Linked DNA regions of Mus musculus: regions 1, 2, 3 and 5 are each linked to region 4. A link is a contact called in public HiCAR-type, HiChIP or PLAC-seq and promoter capture Hi-C data. All regions are on one chromosome and are shown on one strand. The core of a region is the stretch at or near the end of the contact, and the rest is flanking DNA. Distances in the headings are between cores, read along the strand shown.

What was found. Promoter capture Hi-C pulls out the DNA fragments that hold promoters and counts their contacts. HiCAR-type assays count read pairs that join an accessible place to other places. HiChIP or PLAC-seq counts read pairs in DNA pulled down with a chosen protein or histone mark.
Region 1: a HiCAR-type map of astrocytes shows a contact between it and region 4, with 6 times the contacts expected there. The contact joins the enhancer-like site here to the promoter of Fam83d in region 4. A contact is called at or near these places in 1 of 39 promoter capture datasets (cranial neural crest) and 5 of 115 datasets of contacts at active chromatin or transcription factors (astrocytes, embryonic stem cells, large pre-B cells and 1 more).
Region 2: a HiCAR-type map of fibro-adipogenic progenitors shows a contact between it and region 4, with 9 times the contacts expected there. The contact joins the enhancer-like site here to the promoter of Fam83d in region 4. A contact is called at or near these places in 4 of 39 promoter capture datasets (the C10 cell line, cranial neural crest, hippocampal neurons and 1 more) and 2 of 115 datasets of contacts at active chromatin or transcription factors (fibro-adipogenic progenitors and large pre-B cells).
Region 3: a promoter capture Hi-C map of pre-B cells shows a contact between it and region 4, with 6 times the contacts expected there. The contact joins the promoter of Chd6 here to the promoter of Fam83d in region 4. A contact is called at or near these places in 6 of 39 promoter capture datasets (the 3T3-L1 cell line, the C10 cell line, cranial neural crest and 2 more), 3 of 115 datasets of contacts at active chromatin or transcription factors (astrocytes, embryonic forebrain and large pre-B cells) and 2 of 9 other capture datasets (adipose tissue and macrophages).
Region 5: a contact with region 4 is called in an H3K4me3 HiChIP or PLAC-seq map of embryonic limb bud, with 13 times the contacts expected there. The contact joins the promoter of Lpin3 here to the promoter of Fam83d in region 4. A contact is called at or near these places in 10 of 39 promoter capture datasets (the 3T3-L1 cell line, cranial neural crest, embryonic stem cells and 7 more), 3 of 115 datasets of contacts at active chromatin or transcription factors (astrocytes, embryonic limb bud and forebrain) and 2 of 9 other capture datasets (adipose tissue and macrophages).

What each region holds. Positions count from the first base shown.
Region 1 is chr2:160,803,586-160,806,285 of GRCm38.p6, forward strand. All of the region lies in intron 2 of Zhx3 (zinc fingers and homeoboxes 3), which reads right to left. Among named protein-coding and RNA genes, the nearest start is that of Zhx3, 68 kb to the right of the region's middle. Within about 2 kb of position 1,391, at least 39 of the 459 cell types and tissues checked have an H3K27ac peak or open chromatin away from gene starts, as enhancers often do. A contact at or near this core is called in astrocytes and stem cell-derived neural progenitor cells, where this site is marked.
Region 2 is chr2:160,848,784-160,851,483 of GRCm38.p6, forward strand. All of the region lies in intron 1 of Zhx3 (zinc fingers and homeoboxes 3), which reads right to left. Among named protein-coding and RNA genes, the nearest start is that of Zhx3, 23 kb to the right of the region's middle. Within about 2 kb of position 1,273, at least 15 of the 459 cell types and tissues checked have an H3K27ac peak or open chromatin away from gene starts, as enhancers often do. A contact at or near this core is called in fibro-adipogenic progenitors, where this site is marked.
Region 3 is chr2:161,107,738-161,110,437 of GRCm38.p6, forward strand. Chd6 (chromodomain helicase DNA binding protein 6) reads right to left here and starts at 1,349. Exons shown (of 37, transcript NM_173368.3): 1 at 1,252-1,349.
Region 4 is chr2:158,766,659-158,769,358 of GRCm38.p6, forward strand. It overlaps Fam83d (family with sequence similarity 83, member D), which reads left to right and starts at 1,441. Exons shown (of 4, transcript NM_027975.2): 1 at 1,441-1,929. The coding sequence starts at 1,456.
Region 5 is chr2:160,886,840-160,889,539 of GRCm38.p6, forward strand. It overlaps Lpin3 (lipin 3), which reads left to right and starts at 1,329. Exons shown (of 20, transcript NM_001199118.1): 1 at 1,329-1,378.

The sequences.
Region 1 (2,700 bases), core at 141-2,640, 2.0 Mb after region 4:
ACTTGTATTAGCATTAGTGCTAGTATCTAAGTATTAGTAGATGATTATTTATATGTGTAAACTAAGAATTATACAAGGCTGGACACCTGTAAGCATAGCACTAGGGAAGTGAAAACAGAGGCAGGAGAATCACTACAAGTTTGAGGCCAGTCTGGTCAATATAGGAAGTTCTAGGTCAATCAGGAACGTAGCTCTGTCTCAACTACATAAATAAATGCATGCAAAAGAATATGTATACATTTTGAGGCTTGTTAAACACTGGGTTGCTCAGCTGCATCAGGTCCTCTCCAAGAGTGGGCATGTCATTATGTCTGAAGACAGATAACCTGGGTTCCAACTCTGACTCAGCTGCTTCCTCGTACAGGATACTTAGGTTTGGGGAAACACGGAATCTCCCCAACCTCGGCTTTCTCTGATACAATATTGGAGTGAAACAGCACTGAGTCTACTACAGTGGACATGATAGTGTGTGTATATGAGTCTTTGACAGCATGTTGAAAGTTCAGGAGACTTCTTGCCTCCTGCCTCCTTTCTCCACCAAGGTCATCCCTGAGCAGTGTCCTCTCCTTATTTGCTGCAGAGACTTCAGTGACCTACACTACCTGCACCTGTGCTTCCCATATGGTCGTCCAAGTCACAACCTATCTGCCTTCCCAGGACACGGATCACTATCTCTACTGACTTCATGCAGAAACCACTTCAGCCTGGTATTATGGCCCTTCCTTAGTTTGGTTCAATCTGCCTTTTTTATGCTCAAATGTACTTTTCCTCACCCTGTTCTGCCAAGGCAATCTCTGGTTTCTGGAATATCTTCAGCCCTAGTGCCGACAGAAGACATTCTAGGCTGTTTCATGCCATGACTGAGATGTACAGCACACAGTCTATAGTCAGCTCGTTTCGCTCCCTTCCCCACTCTTAACGTTAGTTCCAAGTGTAATTCTACTAGTACCTTAAATTCCAGAGGGTCTCATTACTCCATAACTTTAAAGCCATATTTTCCCAGAAACTTTTTTTTTTTAAAGAAAGAAAGCTTCTTGAGTACACTGCAGGATAAGCTAAGCAGCAACGAGACCCTTCCATCTAGCAAACTCCTAAATAGTCTCCTAACAATCTTAAACAACACTGATCAAAAAGCTAAAAAAAAAAAAAGCCCTTATAAATGCCCTCATTTCTACCAATCACTTTGTCAAATACTGTGATTTGTGTGTTTTCTATTATTATATCTGCCTCACAATTGTGTAAAATGTTTCATGTTTTCTTCTAATTCATCAGCTGCCATCAGCGTCTTCTTTGGAGGGTGGGCCAGCACTCAAGCCTTCCAAGGTGCCATCAATCAGTAAGTGTCTGTATGCAGAGCAGAAGCTGCTCCCACCCTGCTGGGCAGATCTGGTGAAGTGCACCTCTTCATGCCCAAGCACAGTCACGGGGACAATGGAACAGCAGAAGAGCATTCCACTATACTCCTGTTTAAATAGTTAAAATGTTCATGTCCACCAGAGCACAGGAAGAAAACCCTTTTCATGTGTTCACAACTCACTTTAGAAAGTCAATTATATTTACCTAAAGTCAGTGGAGCTCAAAAGCATATTTCTCTCTCCAAAACCTCATTCTTTTGCGAGTCCCTTGCTTTGTGGAATGACCATGGGCAATCATCTTTGCAGGCCCTGCTGATGCCAGTTTATGGCTGTGTTTTTCTGCTCACTGAACTGGCTCATTCCTTCAAGAGAACAAACTGTTCTGCACTGAAGCAGGAATTGGCTGGGTTCTAACAAAAAGATCCCCCCCCCCAAGTGTTTTTTTGCAAAAGACCCAAGTCAATTTATAGCCAAGTAACAAAAGGTCAGAAAGGTTAGTTAAGCAATGGGCGTAATTCCTGTGTGTCACAGCCAATAAAGGAAATGGGTGGGAATAAATAGTATGCAATTTTAACCTGAAATCATTTGTGCAAAATTACTATTGTAAACTACATAAAACAGTCTCTGGCTTCCAATGTTAGGAATTATTCTGATTTTTCAAAGGCATATTTACTGTGGAAGAACTGAGGTGACCTCAAGTCTTTTGTTTGCAAGAAAAGAATGTAAAAAACTCATATATAAGAATATTTTTCAGTTCATAAATTTAAATACTCAGATAAAAATTAAATATCTTACAGTTAACTGATGGGTAAAATTTACATAGTTGAATTTAAAATAAAATCCCTGTCAACAGGGATTTGGCATTGATCAAAAAGCTAAGAAAAGTCCCTACAAAACTACAGTTTATTTGTCTTAACTGTGCTAGAGGTATAAAAACATACTGTATTATTCATCAAGTTTAAGAACAAGGAAGGGGCTGCCTTTCTAAAGCAGACATGAAAAATACATCAACAGCCAGGTAAGGGAAAGACAGATAAGAAACAGCCTTCCATGGGTCTGTCCTGTAAGAAAGCTTTTCAGACCCTGAGGCTGTTGGAAAGCCTCCACCAGAAGTCCCTCATCCACTTTAGGAAGTTTAAAGTTGTAACTGTTGAAAACAATCCTATTATCTAAAAGATGAGTGACTAAACAGAACAGCGAGTGCCATGAGCTGGGCAACAGGGATAAGCCATGAGCTCACTTCTCACCTACCTCTCTAAGTACAATGGGAGTAACACAAGAGGCAATCAAAGGATGTTGGAAAGACAGAGGAAGGAAGAATAACGGTTAACAACCCAGGAACAAC
Region 2 (2,700 bases), core at 23-2,522, 2.1 Mb after region 4:
AACATTGTTCTCAGTCTTTGTACCTGAGATCCTCAGAAGAAGGGGAAGGGCTTAGGTAGCCCCACTCTTGTATATACTATCAATAAAGCCCACTGTTATGCCCAAAATGAGAAAGAAGAAACTTACAGAAGTATTTTTAAAATAATTGTGCTTCACTTCTTACCAAACAAGTACAGTCAGGTGACCGTGCTCCTCTTGTTTTCTAACTCCACAATTAGAATGTTTGTCCTCTGGCTTTGAAAAACAGCACTGGGACACACATTTATGTGACTGAAAAAACTGTAACTCAGTTGTTCCAGAACTATTCCATTTTTAGTTTCTTGTAAGGGAAACGCTTACCAATTTGTTTTGAAATATTATAGCATTCTTTGAATTATAAAAGTGTGATGCAGAGAACTATAAATGAGACATTCACATATGAAAGATGACTTCATCAGTTATCTTCATATAAACTGTGTACATGTACATAAAATGTAAAACCTCAAACTCAATTATGGAGTGCCTTTTAGCTGTTCCACTTTCAATAAAGTTTTTGCATGCACATTATATATAATTTAGTGTTACTGAAATGTTTATATACTATAGTTTTCCTTAATGGTATCTAGAGGTCCTTTGTATTTTGTTATGGAAGTTAAAATATATATTTTCCTCAGAAATTATAGTTAAAAATATAAAGTATTTTAGTCAAGCATGGTGGAGACAGGCAGATCTTTTTGAGTTCCAGGCCAGCCTTGTATAGAGTGAATTCTAGGCCAGTCAGAGCTACACAGTGAGACTCTGTCTCAAAACAACAACAAAACAATAAAAGGAAAATAATTAAATAAAATTAGCTAATTATGAATCCCAGCTAACAGATTGAGCAGTTCAAGACAAAACATTTATTTTCCTAAGCTATTCTACTAAAACCTTGATCTTCTTTGTAGCTAAATACTTAGATTTTAAAGGAAATAATGCTAATATTAGTATCAGGAACCTGACTCTTGGATGCTGCTGTCGCCAACACCTAAGGTTGTTGCATAACCACAGACAGGCAGCTCATCTGCCTAAGCCTTGGTTTCCTCATTTAAAAAGTAAAAGGGGGAACTCACCCACTAACAAGATGATACTAAATTTAGTAAGTAAACATCATCAAATTATTTCCCAGGGAATCCTGGGTTAATTTAGCACTTGAATAATTCTATCAAAGAAGACAAAAATAGTGCTACAGTTGGATGTGTGAGCTCCAGCCTGTCCTCCTCTTACTCTGTGCTGCCCACTAGCTGGTGACACTGCCTGTGCCACCATCAGAAATTCACAATGTAAGCGTTTTCATTTGTAGAACAGAAACAGTAGTGGTGTCTATCTCAGAGAGTTCCTGAGGATTACGTAAGATAATACTTAGTAAATGCATAAAGTCTACCTACCAGGGTAAAAGCTCATCAGGGTTAACCATTGGTACAAGTTGGTATTAGCTAACAATTCAGTCCTAACATTGATACAGGTAAGAAAAATCTACAATGGCATCAGAATAATAGCCAATGTTTATAATGTTCTTTTTTGCATATTTGTAAAGTCTTTTAAATTAAATAGAATAAAACAAAAAGAAAGCAATAATTTCCATTACCACAAATTTGCCACTTATAACTGAAAACATTTAAGTGATATGTTAAAGTTGCTTATGTCTCACTCTCTGTGTTAGGCACACTCTGAGATGGTCACTAATGATCTTTGCCTCCTGGTATTCATGCCCTTGGGTAACCTCCTCTGCTGCAATGTGGGCCAGTTTACTGACTCACTTCTAACAAATACAGCAGATGTGCTGGAGCGTCATTTCCAAAACAAGGTTATAGAGGGGCTCTGGCTTCCGTCTCAGGTGTTTTCTTTCCCTCTTAGATCAAGCTACCTATGAGAAGTCAACATTAAGTCATTAAGCAATCATGGGTACTTGTGAAGAACTAAAGCTAGCAACAACAGCACTTAAATTCGAATTTAGAGTGACGCAAACACTTTTGTTTTTTAAATTTCAATTTGACTGTAACTCTAGACCCTATTATTTATGGATTTGAGATCTCCATTATGGTGGTGACTTTTACACAGTAGCATCATCCCTGTTATCTAGAAAAGTGACTGGCCCACAATAGTTGCACACAGTTTAACTATATGCTAGTTACAAATTAAGACAAAAGAACTGAAGATTTTCAAAATTTGCTGAAGAACAACACATAGAGGTTCATAGACAGAAATTAGCCTACAAAAGACTAGTCTTATCTGGTTAGGACAGTATTTGGAAAAACTACACTGACATAGGTACAATTAGCCAGATACTACCAGTCCTGTTTGGAGGTTGTTGTTTTCTAAAGATATATTTTTAAAATTATGTGTATGGGGAGTGTGCATGTTTAAGTAATGCTGCAAGATGTACAAAAGAGGACATCTGATGTTATGGCAGGTTGAATAAAAATGGCACCCACAGGCTCATAGGGAATGGCACTATTAGGAGGTGTGACCCTGCTAGAGGAAATGTGTCATTCAGACAGACTTTGAGGTTTCAGATGCCCAAGCCAGGCTCAGTGTCACCCTCTCTTTCTGCTGTCTGTGGATCTAAATGAAAAACTCTCAGCTACTTTTCTAGCACCATGCATGCTGCCATGATTCCCACAATGACAATAATGGACTAAAACCCTGAACTGTAAGCCAGCCCCAATTAAATGCTTTGCTTCG
Region 3 (2,700 bases), core at 99-2,598, 2.3 Mb after region 4:
AAATATCTATTTTCTCTGTTCATGGATCTGTTACAGCAGAAATGAACAGTTTCTTGAGGGGTGGCAAAAAAGGCACAAACAAGCCCCGGAGAAAGATGCTCAGAGATGCCAGAGACTCTCTAGAAACCTTGGCCAGATTACTAATGGTCTATAAAGCCTAATTTGGAGAACACGGGCCTACGAGCTCAAAATTGAATTATACTGCCTTATTAGATCCCACACTCGTGAAACCACAGTCATATTAGTCATAACTGAAACTAGGAATACTCTATGTACACAAATATAAAGTGCATGCTTATGCATTTTTAATTGGATCAAATAAAACTGAAGCTGCAAACAAACTCACATTTCAATTATCTCACTAGTGCGGGGATTTCCTAATAACCTCGTTTTAAAACCCAAGGAGCTGCCAACCCCTCTCCACATCTGACAGGCATGGTCCCTGGAAATTTTAGGAAGGACATTCCTCCGTTACTTCTCAACAGAGAAGAGAAATAAATACCCTGAAGGAAACAGATTTTTTTCTTTTTTTTTTTTTCATATTCCCTCTCTCTAATTTCTTTGCAAGCTCTAACATGCAATCTAATAACGCACCAAACTTGGCAGCGGGGTAGCTTGGTGGCTTGGAGTCTTGAGGGCTCAAATTTTCGGGGGCGAGTGCGCGTTAGTGCGTGAGGAGCCGGCCGGAGGGGCGCGCGACCCGGGGACGCGCCGGGGCCCCCGCCCCCTCCCGGAGCAGCAGCCTGGCACCGGCCCACCCTCCTCCACCCCTGCAAACAGACGCAGGACGCGGAGCGGAGCAACTTCTCCGCGGGGGCGGTAGCGGCTGGCGGGCGCGGGGGTGGCCCTCACGCGCCGTGGGCCGCCGGGGTCCCCTGGGAAGCCTTGGCAGGCCCCGCCCCGCCGCAAAGGCCCGCGCTTGGGGTCTGAAGCAGGACCCCAAGCCTGGGCGCGTGGCCCCGCAGTGGCGCTCTCCCAAGGACGGAGGGCGGGCGGCCAGAGCGCGCGGCAGCCGGGAGGGGCGGACGCCAAACCCCTCGCCTCAGGCCTCGGGGCCCTCGGCCTGGCCGAACGCCCGCGGCCGCGCTCGGACCCCTGCCCGGCCGGGCCTCGCGCCGCCGCGGCCCCTCAGCCCCGCTCCATTCATAGGGCAGCCCCATCCCGGCCAGCGGGGCGGAGACAGGGTCCCCGCGGGCAAGCCCAGCTTGTCGGGGCCAGGCAGGAAAATAAAAAGTTAAGAGAAGAACTTACCTAAAATGGCTCCTGCAGCAGCCAAAATACAAACAGCTATTATTTGGTGAAGTTTAGCTCAGACACCCTGCAAGGACACCCTAACCCAGCTTGGGCCCGCCTTCCCTGCCGCGCTATTGGGTTTCGCCTGCCCAAAACACAGGTTCATTGGTCGTGTGGGCTGCCGATCAGACAGAAGCCCGTTTCAAGCTTGCTTGCAGGAGCGAGTGATGGGCTTGCTCCATTGTGCTCGTATTTGCATGGATGTGATCGCAGCGGTGATTGGTCGATGTCGGAGCCGCTCCGCCTCCCAGCCTAGATCTCCCCGCCTTGCAGACAGCGCAGCTCCCGGCCCGCCCCCCCGGAATGAAGCGGCCGGGCCGCGGGGGCGGGGCGGGGCTGGGGTCCCGCAGGCGGAGGGGGCGGGGCGGGGTGCTGCGCTCTGTTTTGCAAGCAGGGGGCGAGGACCTGGGCGCTGGCCCGCGGCTGGGGCTCAACCTGCAGGTGGAGGTCTCGCAGGTAGTGGGCAAGCAAGCTGGAAAACCCGGGATTGGCTCTCCGGAGGTGGGAGAAGATGTACTGGGGTCCCACGACGTGAGCGCCCCGCCGGCGCCCAGATCCTGCAACGCGCACTCGAGGAGAGGTGAAGGTCCCAACGGACAGGAAAAAGAAGATGCTGAGAGGCCGAGGGAAGCGAGGAGCCGGGTCGTCAGTCTCCAGCTGCTTATACTGCAGATCCGCCTGGCTCCCTAGCATACTAGGAACGTCTTCCCAGGGCCCTGCACACCCCGGGAGTTTTCCAGCCCTGAGGATCCTGCAGCGCATTGGATATGCTTCAGTAACATCAGGAGTGGAACCATGGTGTGTTTATTTTCGGGCCTATCTCCACTACCATCCTTGTAGCATCCTCAAGGACAGGGCCTAGCATATGACAGAGATTCAACCAATTGTTGTCTTCCGTAATTCGTTTTTTAGCAGCTAATTTTTAAGTGCCCACTAAATACCTGACATTGATCTGAGACGGAGGATGTAGCGGTCAATAGGACAAAGCCCTTGCACTCACCGAACAGGCAAAGGAAAAGCAATAAATAAAATAAATAAATGAACACAGAGGCAGGTAGTGATAAATGCCATAAAGAAAACAGATGGCGGGAGGAAGGACATCAGACCAGAGATGGGGGAGGAACAATTAGGGCAAGGAGGAATTTAGAGCCTATCCTGCCTAGCTAAATATTCCTCATAGCATCCTCCCTACTCTGGGACCTGGTGATCACTTTTCCTCTTCACTCCTGCCTGTCCCATCTGGAGTGTTTCCCCAGTGAATACTTAAATAAAAGAAGAAGAAAAAAAAGTCCAAAACTGGCTGGACTCTGACTTTAAAAGCTCACTTTATCTTAATTAAAGCAGGAATGATCTGAGTCTGATGACTCCAAGAGCAGTTTGTCAGAATTGTTTAGGATGAGGGTGGTA
Region 4 (2,700 bases), core at 191-2,690:
GTTACCAGGGTGCTCCCTTCCTCTGTTCCACTGACTTGTCCTGGGCCTTCCCATGTTCCTCTCTGGGCTTTTTCCTTTAGCTTATAGTGGAGAGCAATGCTCTACGTCATTCAATGGGATCATAGATTATGATCTCTGATTATCCTTGCTTTTAACCCAGGAAACAGAGGCAAAGACACTGTGTGACTGTACAGCCTCAGGCCTGGCCCCTGTCCTTATTACATGCAAGAGCTGGTTCGATTTGATAGAGGAAGGTAGTCTTCTGCATCCTGGATGCCAGAGTGGGGACACAGGAAGCTCTTGCCTTTGGGCTTGAATAACTTCCCTGAGAAGGCTGGAACCAGGGAAGGATGAAGAGAGGGAGGAGATCCTCACAGCAGTACTGGTTTGTTTTAAGTTTACAGAGGTAGAGGCAGGGGGTTAGAAAGCCAAGGTCATCCTTCGCTACAAGATATGAGAAAGGGAGAGAGAGAGAGAGTGAGAGAGACCTTTAAGCGAAGAAGTAGATACCACAGTGGATTAGTATATAGATGTATATGTATGAGCATATATGTATGTGTATATGTATATAGATATATATGTGTATGTTTGCAAGGTCTTCTGTGACCTCTCTTAGGATTGACACAGAATAAGATGGCTTCGAACTCCAGATTCTCCTACCCTAACCTCCCATGTGCTGGGAGTGTGCCACCACCCCCAGCTCTGCACCACTGAGAAAAAAAGACATTTATTTATTTTTATTTAATGTGTATGTTTGTGTGCTACGTATGCATACAGTGTCCGTGGATACCAGAAAGGGCATCATCAGATTCCCTGGAAGCATTATAGGTGGTTAGAGGTTGCCAGGGGAGACAGTGCTAAACCCAGATCCTCTGGAAGTGCTCTTAACTGATGAACCACCACTCCAGGCTCTATCTCTGTCTCTTTGTCTCTCTTCCTCCCCATCTTTTCCCTTCCTTCTCCCTCCCCCTCCCTCCGTCCCTCTGTCCTTCTCTCCTTCTCACTTGCTCTCTGTATTGATAAGTTAATGATTAGATGCAGGGTGGAGTGGCAATGAGGCTGATCACACCAAAATAAGCATGTCCAGGAGCAAGTCCTACCCCTAGTCCGAGTCCTTGAAGCACCATGTTATAGGGCACTCGGCAGGGGGCGTGCTCGGACAGTGCGGGGCTATGTCCCGGGTTGGCAGGGTTCTGGAGCCGCTAGGGCGGGGTAAAGTCAGATTTAAATTCCGCTCAGCCATCAGGCAGTGAGAGCAGAGGGTGGGCGGGTTCTGTCTCAGGAGCAACCAATAGCAATGAGGGGGCAGAGCCTTTGGTACGCATGGGAGACATCCAGCCAATGGGATTGCTGGGGCGGGGCGGCGAGCCAATAGAGCGGGCTGGTTTGATTCAAAGATGCCTATAAAAACTCAGACTACCACCGTAGACAAGTGGATCGGTTCTGGGCACTGCCATGGCTGCTCGCTTCGAGCTGTTGGACGACCTTCCCGCGGCCTGCCTGTCTCCGTGCGGACCGCCCAACCCCACGGAGCTGTTCAGCGAGGCGCGGCGTCTGGCTCTCGAGCAGCTGCTGGCCGGTGGTCCCGACGCCTGGGCCGCCTTCTTACGGCGTGAGCGGCTGGGCCGCTTCCTCAACGCCGACGAGGTGCGCGAGGTTCTGGGCGCTGCCGAGCGGCCGGGCGAGGATGGGGCGGCGGTAGCGGAGGACTCGTTCGGCTCCTCTCACGAATGCTCGTCGGGCACCTACTTTCCGGAGCAGTCGGACCTGGAACCGCCGGCGTTGGAGCTCGGCTGGCCTTCCTTCTACCAGGGTGCCTACCGCGGTGCCACGCGTGTCGAGGCTCATTTCCAGCCCCGCGGCGCGGGCGCCGGAGGCCCGTATGGCTGCAAGGATGCGCTGCGCCAGCAGTTGCGCTCCGCCCGAGAGGTGAGCGGCCCCCTGGCAGCGGGTAGGGGAGGAGCATCGGCCTTCTGAAAATTGAGTCATGTCGTAGTTCCAACTTCTGTTATTGGTACCCCTGGAACAGAGCGACTGTTAGTTCAAACCAAAGTGGATTGCAGAATTCCAGGGACGTCAGCTGACATTAGGTCTCACTTTCAGGAGCTAAGTAAAAGCTTAGTTTTACCCAAAAGATGATACCCGGAGACCATGGGGAGATCTGTAATTACCACTTTTCCACGCTTCTTAATGTTGTAGACAGATAAATTCGAGCAGTCGGTTTATCTCTTTCACTTCTGTGAGTGAGTCTGGTGGGAGATATTTTTAACCCACAGTGCCTGGGACTGTTCCAAGTAGCATTGATCCAAAATGCAAATATTTGTGCTTTAGATAAGCCACTGGTTACAATGGGTTTTTATCTTAGCTAGTGTCAGACTGCCCGATTGGCCTGGGGTGGAGTATAGAGTCTGGCCTGCCATAGATCAGGGAGAAAGGGCTCCACTTGGGAGGGTGTGGCTACAAGTTTGCATGCTGGTGAACACTGCTCCATTCCCAGACCTTTTGACTGCCTGGAACATGACGGGCAAAGCCTCAGACCATGTCAAGACTTAGTAGGCCTGGCACCGCTATATGTTAGGGTGCGGATCAGGTTGACATCACCAAGTCTAGGAGCAAGTTTGCGTTCTGTTTTTGTCTTTTGTTTTTTGTTTTCCTCTCTGCAAGACAAGGTCACTGTAACCCAGGCTTACCTGGAACTTA
Region 5 (2,700 bases), core at 79-2,578, 2.1 Mb after region 4:
AAATAATTTTTATGATTGGAGGTCACCACAGCATGAGGAACTGAATCAGGTCACAGCATTAGGAAGTTTGAGAACCACTGATTTGGAGTGTATACAGCGTGTACGATGGCTTCACAGCCTGCCCGAGATACCTTGTAAGTGTGGATTACGGTTATTCAACTCAGAAGCAAGCACCTTTACTGGCTGAACCATTTTTGTTTGTGTGTCTGTCTGTTAGTTTTGTTTTTTCCAGACAGGGTTTTTATGGGTCTCCCTGGCTGTCCCAGAACTACCTCTGAAGGACATCTTACCTTGAAACTCTGGCATCTGCCTGCCCCTGCCTCCCAGTGTTGGTATAAAGGTGTGCGCCACCGTGCTGGGTTGAATGAGCCATCTTTTAGGCAAAGCCTGACCGTGTGTGCTTTTTCGAACAAACGCCTTCAGCGTCTCATGTTTTCCAGCACATCTTGTTTGCAGGGATCATCCATACAGGTAGTCGGAGAGGTCTCTGAGTCAGGGATTCAAAGTCATTCCTGGCTGGCCCCTTGGGTTTATTGCCTACAAATCTGCTCACTTGTCTTGCTCTTGAGAGTGTTGGGTGGTGAGAAAGTGTGATTGGGTGAGAAGACTGGTCACCATCTGCCCTCTGCTGGCCCGTGGTAGTATTAAGCGCACTGCCCACTCGCTAAAGTGTCTGATAGATGACTGAGCAGGTTTGCAATAGCACTGAGCGTATGAAGGTGGTCCGTTCTTAAAGGCGTTCAAGCTCGGTTGAAGCTGGGTGGTGTAACGGTGGTAGATCTCTTTGCGTGTACCACCGAGTTTTGATGTCAGTATGCAAAAACAAACAAGACTGACATTAACTGAGCAAATAAGACATTCCAACTGTGAGCATATAGGTAGTTAGACCTCGGCTAGAAAGGGGGTGTGGAGGATCAAGAAACGCTGTTCCCGGGATGGGAAATACAAGCGCCAAGCCCTCGACAAAGATATTCGTGTTCTCCGTCAAATCTTACAAGTAGCTTTCCTCTGGTATCCGTGGGAGATTCGCTCAAGGTCACAGAGGCAGGTAGTAAGGAACAGGACGTAGGTAGACGCGGTTCTAAAGTCCGTACGTCTTTCGTGCTCCTGTCGTGACAGCTGGTGTGGCCACGGGTGTGGCTGGGAACGAGTCAGAGCCCCGAAGTCTGTTGCTCCCCATAGGAAAAAGGGCGCCCTGGAGTGGGACCACGGGACGGGGGCGGGGTCTTCTCGAAGTGAAGGGTGGAGCCTGGACTGACCGGGAACAGTGAGAGCCGCACCTGGTTGGTGGAAGGAGTGGAGACCGGATCTCACCGGGTCTCAGAGAAAGCGGAAGTGCCGGGACCTGGACCCTTACCTGTGGAACCTCTGCGTACAGGTAGAGGCGGCGTTTCTGGGTCTCAGTGGTCCTCGGGAGGGAAGTTTCAACGTAGAAACCTAGCCCATAGGAAAACAAAATATGTTTTTCTTCCACTCTGTTCTATCTCATTTTCACGTCAAGGGACAGAGACCACAGGGAGCTAGGGAAAGAGTAGGGGAAGGCTGGCTTCACTTCCTGCCCCTTCCCCTGCGAGCTCCCTGGATAGCCAGGACTAGGAAGCTAGAGAGGAATGCCAGAACCTTTTAGAGAGGCTTCCCAAGACTGGCGGCGTGTCCTTGGTAATAAGAGTCCTCAGTTGCAAAGAGTGTCCCTGGCCCTTGTCTGGCCTGTCTTGCCTGTCAATGAGGGGAACTGAAGCGGCAGTTTCCCAATGCTGGGGAATTGTAACTTAGCGGTAGACCGCTTCCCTGGTATAAGGGCCCCTCCTTATACCCCTACTCTCTTTGGTGGCAGTTGGAAAGTCATCCCCACTCCATAACTCCCCCATCTCAATATCTGGGGTCCCAAGAGTCCAGAGGACCTTGGTTTGGCTTCCCTGTGGTAGAGACAAGCTAGCCCTAGAACTTTGAGGATATATCTAGCCTGGCTTGAACAAGGTACTCCACAAAGCCTGGAGTTCACCTTTCTATTTTGTAAATAGTGAGGTTCCCACTGGTCATGGTGTTGGGTGGCAGCCTACTGTGTCTAAACTGTTAACTGCAAGTAGAGACTGGCCTACTGCACAGCCCACAGCCTGAGTGAGTGTGGAAAAGTCACGATGCTGGTGTCTCTGCTAGATGTCACACACAGGCATAACACCTACTGTACAACAGGGCTGTATCCAAATTATCTCAGCGGGTACTCATCCCTGCCTGATACTATCTCCACTTAAAGAAGCTGGAACGAAGGCTCAGATAAATAGGGACTGGAGAGATGGCTCAGAGTTAAGAGCACTGGTTGCTCTTCTAGAGAACCCGGGTTCAATTCCCAGCAACCACATGGCAGCTCACATCTGTAATTCCAGTTCTGGGGTCTGACACCCTCACATAGACATAGATGCAGGCAAAGCACCAATGCACAGAAAAAAAATTAAAACAAAAATACTTAAAAAGAAAACCTCAGATAAATGAAGCATTTTGCCCTGGGAAGGGGCAAAGTATAGATTAGAACTCAGCCACTGTGGTGTTCTTACCCACAGTGCTTTGCTGCCATCAATAATCTGAGTCTCTAGTACTTAGCCTAAACAGTAGGACAGTCATGGAAGAAAAAAGTCAAAAAGGTTTCCTTAGGGGTGTTTGTGGGGTAGGGGTAGGATTTTACTTAGAGGTACCCGAAGCCCA